2 separate regions of the Mus musculus genome follow, and region 2 is linked to region 1. Evidence: chromatin contacts called from public promoter capture Hi-C data. All regions are on one chromosome and are shown on one strand. Each heading gives the region's core, a stretch centred on a gene start, on an enhancer-like site or on the middle of the called end of the contact. The rest is flanking DNA. Distances are from core to core; before and after follow the strand shown. Region 1 holds the start of 2300009A05Rik (RIKEN cDNA 2300009A05 gene). Region 2 holds the start of 1110036E04Rik (RIKEN cDNA 1110036E04 gene).

What was found. Promoter capture Hi-C pulls out the DNA fragments that hold promoters and counts their contacts.
Region 2: a contact with region 1 is called in a promoter capture Hi-C map of erythroid cells, with 37 times the contacts expected there. The contact joins the promoter of 1110036E04Rik here to the promoter of 2300009A05Rik in region 1. A contact is called at or near these places in 1 of 39 promoter capture datasets (erythroid cells), 1 of 484 Hi-C or Micro-C datasets (embryonic stem cells) and 1 of 115 datasets of contacts at active chromatin or transcription factors (extraembryonic endoderm stem cells).

The regions. Positions count from the first base shown.
Region 1 is chr9:63,397,905-63,400,604 of GRCm38.p6, reverse strand. It overlaps 2300009A05Rik (RIKEN cDNA 2300009A05 gene), which reads left to right and starts at 1,361. Exons shown (of 2, transcript NM_027090.1): 1 at 1,361-1,729. The coding sequence starts at 1,384. It overlaps Gm16759 (a long non-coding RNA gene), which reads right to left and starts at 1,288. Exons shown (of 5, transcript XR_003948339.1): 1 at 1,153-1,288.
Region 2 is chr9:64,048,491-64,051,190 of GRCm38.p6, reverse strand. 1110036E04Rik (RIKEN cDNA 1110036E04 gene) reads right to left here and starts at 1,362. Exons shown (of 3, transcript NR_040713.1): 1 at 1,296-1,362.

The DNA.
Region 1 (2,700 bases), core at 112-2,611:
AGTTCTGCTGCAGCTCCCTACCTCCCTTCAATAGTCCTCCTAGCTATTCTGCATATCAAATATATCATGACTTCACCTAATCTTTCTTTAAAAATCGATATCTAATAGAGAATCTTATAAAGTTCAAACTATTTGCATGACTGCAAAACCCCCCTAAATATTTAACATATTTGTGGAATGAACTCAATGTTGACTAACCCAAAACTGGTGACTATAAAAACAAAAATGTTGCTGGAGAGATGGCTCAGTGGTTAAGAGCATTGGCTGCCCTTCCAGAGGACCTGAGTTCAATTCCCAGCTACCACATGGTGACTCACAACCATCTGTAATGGGATCTGATTTCCTCTTCTGGTGTGCATGAAAATGGAGCACTTGTATACACAAAATAAACAAATCTTCTTTAAACATCACACTATTCTACATCCTTCTTGAATTTTCAGCAAATAATTGTTATATAGTTCCAACACAGAGAATTACTTCATTTGCATATGGTACTTTCCAGAAACCTCATCCTATTTACTCATTCTCCCCACAAAAATTGAGGACATATAAGAGTAATGATACTTTAGACATGAGGTTGTATGCTAGCAGAAAGTCTGAGAAATGCTTCCCTTACACTTTCATGGGTAACTGAGATTGTTAAAGGTTGGTGACTGCCAATTCCGGTCCTAGTATTTACTGTGTTCTCAGGAGGGAAGTTTTTCTGAGCTTTAGGGCACTAAATGAGAAAACATAGGACTGCTTTTCGGGTTTTGGGGGTGGTGGTGCGGGGACAGGGAGGCAGTTGAGACTTGCTCTTCTATGTAGCCCAGGCTGGCCTCCACCTCCCCATCCTCACATCTCAGCCTTTTCAGGGCTGTGATTCCAGGCAAGCGCCACATCTGGCTTGGGACCCTATCTTGCACTATCTAGGTAGGATTCAGTCTGGACAGTGAACACGACTGTGAGGACATCTGCACATACGTGCAGTCTGAGGTCACCAAGCGTCCAGCCCGGGCAAAGGCCAGGCCTTGGTGTCAGCTCACTTTCCTGTGCACACCTCAAGCACCTCAGCATCCCTGAGGATTTCCCTGGAGCCCAGCGCCTGACAGCCAGACCGGGTTTGTCGCTGTGGAGGATTGTTTTAACATTGTCTCCCTGCTCCGAGGTTACCTGAGGCCAGAGGTGACAATTTTCCTGATCTGCGCAGTCGCTCCGCCCTCCCGTCCCGTCCTGTGCGCACGCGCCGCACCTCAAGGCGCTCTCACCCGCGCGCTGCCCGCTGGGTGTCCCCCGCCCTGGCCTAGGGTGGTGAGGGGAACACGCATGCGCACACTCGCCTGACCCCGCCCCCAGAGGCCCGGCCCCAGGGGCCCAGGGCCGGCTCCCCGGCGTGCCCCGGCCATGGAGGCCCTGCGGAGGGCCCACGAGGCTACGCTGCGGCTGCTGCTGTGCCGGCCCTGGGCCTCGGGCGCCGCCTCCCGCCCGAAGCCCCGCGCCTCGGAGGTGCTGACGCAGCACCTGCTGCAGCGGCGGCTGCCGCACTGGACTTCCTTCTGCGTGCCCTACAGTGCGGTCCACAACGACCAGTTCGGCCTGTCGCACTTCAATTGGCCGGTGCTGGGCGCCAACTACCACGTCCTGCGCACCGGCTGCTTCCCCTTCATCAAGTACCACTGCTCCAAGGCGCCCTGGCAGGACCTGGCCCCGCAGGACCGCTTCTTCACCGCGCTCAAGGTCATCAACCTGGGTGAGTGGCGGCGCCCTCGTCTGACCCAGGCACTCCTCCATCCCAGGGCGGCCGCTGGCCCACAAGCACGCTGCTCGCTCTCCAGGGCCGGCCCTTCGCATCCCCGGTGGGCTGCTTGCAGCACCCCTGAGGTCGTGCCCTGCCACTGTCCACCCGGGAGAACCCTGCCCAGGGCAGCGAGGAGTGAGTCCCGACAGTGGCTCCGAAGTTGCTTAGCAAGAGTCATTCCCGCGCTCATCACCAAGAGCCTTTGGAGGACAAAAAACTGGACGGACTTTTAAAGTTTCTTTGTCTTTCTGTGAAATCTCAGCAATTGTGTTTTGCTAAAAGCAGTAGGTTCTCTCCAGACATCATATTTTCTCAGGTGCTAGACTTAAAAGATGCTGTCTTTTAAGATCCTTTAGTATCTATATTCCTGAAGATAATCTAATTCTGACGGTCCTCCTGCTAGATGTGTGTGTTCTGTGGTCTAATGGCAGAAGAGTCAATATCACGGATTGTAGATGTGACAGCATTTTATAGATTAGGGAAAAATTCAAGTCCTCAAGATGTTTCGGACCTATTAATAGCTGCTAAAAAAAATATTAACTTAGATGTCAGTCACTCAAACTCTATACAAGGAAGCAGAACCAGTATAATCCAAATAGTTTTTTTTTAAATATTGCTGTCTAGGGATTTATTAACTTTTTTATTAGATTATTTTCTTTATTTACATTTCAAATGTTATCCCCTTTCCTAGTTTCCCCTCCGAAAATCCCCTATCCCCTTCACCCTCCCCCTCCAAATAGTTTTTTTTTTTTTTTCAATCCAAAATTAACACTAAACTCTGTGTAGCCGTACTAGTGTTACATATAGTCTGGTAGTTCATTCAATTTAATAAAGCATGGGCATTTCTGCTTATAATAACTCAAATAGCACTTACGGGATTTTTGAGCCATTGTCCCCCTGGAAAATCCAGGAAGGAGATTATA
Region 2 (2,700 bases), core at 113-2,612, 650 kb before region 1:
GACACTGGAGGAGTTTCATGTGTGTACCACCATGATGATGTCTGCTTCTACATGTATTCTGAGGATCAAATTCAGTTTCAAGGTACAGGCAAGACAAACACTACTAACTGAGCCACCTCCCCAGCCTCCATAACAACTTCTAAACAGCCCCTACTTCCAAGTACAGCCCAGTTCTGAAGTACTAGATGCCAGCCAGTCAGTCAACATGAACTTGGTGATGCCACAATTTTGCTTATAACAAAATCCAACGGCTATCAGTGCTCATCCCTGGGCTGAGGGGATAGACTTGGAACTTCCAGGAAGCTGGAAGCATTCCAAGAAGATTTCCTGGAAGGGAAACTTCAAATCTTGGTCAAAAGGGAATCAGAAGGAAAGACTGGAAATTCCAGGCAAATGAAACAGCAAGAACACAAGCCTGGAAACAGGACGCGTTTCAGGAAAGATAAGCTGGTGACTGTCTGGATGAGTCACGGGCAGAGTCTCCCAGAAGGTAACGTTGTGAAATGCCTTGGATGTTGGAGAGGCTCGGGGCTTGATTCTGCTTCAATAAGGACCCATTGAGAACATCTGAGCTCAAGAAAGAGGAGGGTTGTACTTTGGGCCAGAATCAGGGAAATCGCTGTGTGGAGCAGGCTTGCCATTTAGAGCATGCGACAGAGAAGCCCCTGGCTTGCTGATTACACACGGCTGGAGTCGCCACCAAGTTTTTGATTCAAAGTGCCTTGATAGCCCCTGAGCGTATTTTGGATTTTGTTTTTTGCTTTTTTTTTCCCTTCGCCCAACTTCTCAGGGCTGCTACTCTTGATGGCCCGTGAGATTTAGGAAGCACCGGAATTTTACTAGGCAGAGAGAGCAGAGTCCCGGCAGGCAGAGGTGTGGCTGCTCCTCTCCCCTCCTGACTAGGCAATCACCCTGGAGGACAGCAAGGCCAAGGCCTCAGGGGAGGTGGCGCCAGTTCTGGAGAGTCATCTTGTGTCTGGTTGCCATGGCATCCGGCACTGCATAGGAGGGCCAATCCGGCTCCCCCGCCGGAAATAGGGTGATCACCTGGCCTCCGCGCTTTCCACAGCGCCGCGGGGTTTTCTGTTTGTTTGGTTTGGTTTGGAAGCAAACACCAAATAGTTAAACTTCCCGGAGCTTGTATCCGGCAGAACAATTCTACGGAAGATACTTTCCTTTTCAAGCTGGGGGCCGTTGAGTCTAAGCTCGTCTTGGCTCCGCTTGGTTTGGCCCTTTTACTCCGGCCACGCCCACTCCAGTCCAAGCTGGCCTTCTCTGCCTTTGGCTGTGCTCACCTGCTACCTCGTGAAGAGCAAGGTCCCTGGAGTCCTGCTGCCCTTCCTGCTGGTCATGGGGAAGATCCTCAACTCCTTTGTAGTCATACCCTCACCTGAAGTTTGGGAGTAAGACACCACCTCCTCGGGTTGCTAGGAGGAGTAACTGAGGGTGAACTTGGAAATCCCCCGGATACTACAAAACAGTACAACGGGCACGTGAAGCTGCATTAACAGCTCTCATTATTTTTACCTTTGCTCTTTTGTAGTGGCTTAGTCACCGGCCTCACACGCTTTATTGATTTTTACCCACACTGGGTATGGTGGAGAACTGTGAGTTCAAGGCCAGCGTTGGCTGTGTAGTTTGAAGCCAGACTGCACTCCCTTAAGACTCAGCTTTGGGGGCGGAGCACTGGTGGCGCACGCCTTTAATCCCAGCACTTGGGAGGCAGAGTTTGAGGCCAACATGGTCTACAGAGTGAGTTCCAGGACAGCCAGGGCTACACAGAGAAAAAACAAAACAAAACAACAAACAAACAAAAAAAGACTCAGCCTTGGAAAGACATAAAACAAACAAAAAAATTCCATTACAGCTTAATTCAGAATAAAAAGAGAGAGACTATAATCCAATTTAAGAGAAATACAGTATACAGTGTCTGCTTAGCTTCAACCAGGCCCTCAAACCTTGCGTCCTGGCTTTCTAGGCCAGGATTTCTGCCTCCTACCCGTATCATCTCCTACCTAAGCACTCACAGGAAGTGAGAGATCAGGCAGAACACAAGCTGGCTCCTGCAGTAAACGGCTTCAAAAACTCCTTCTCTCTCATAAAATCCAGATGCATGCTTTCATGCTCAGGACTTTTACGCCCGACCTACACTGCCGCTTCCTGTTTAGTGTCTGCCACCAAGACTAAGGTGTCCCCTGGAATTTCTTAACCATTCCATGCTCTTTATATATGTCAGTCTCTCTGCTTGGGATCCTCTAAGCTCCATTTTTCTTTTTGTTGTTGTTTTGTTTTTTTTTTTCTTCCTCACTTTAAGAGAGATACCATCAAGACTGTAGTGTCCCACTGGGATTTCAATGTGAGTGTGTGTGTGTGTGTGTGTGTGTGTGTGTGTGTGTAAGCACTTAAACACTCAGTATGTAAGCTGTGAAGGCTCCGAGGAAGGCTATGGAGGCAACCAATGGGGCCTTTCTGCAGAGAAACTCTGTGAAGCATTACTTCCTTGGCTGCCCAGGTTCCTGTTCACACTGCGTCTACTCTGCCTCTTTTCTCCCCGGGTCACATCTCTTACTGAGCTCCCCAGGAAGAGCGGCTCTTCCCAGGGACTTCGTGGCCCATCCAAGCTAGCCAGGCCCGGCTCTACTTAGCTTCTGGGATCGGATTAGATCAGGAGTGTTCAGATGATGTGGCAGAAGACCTTGC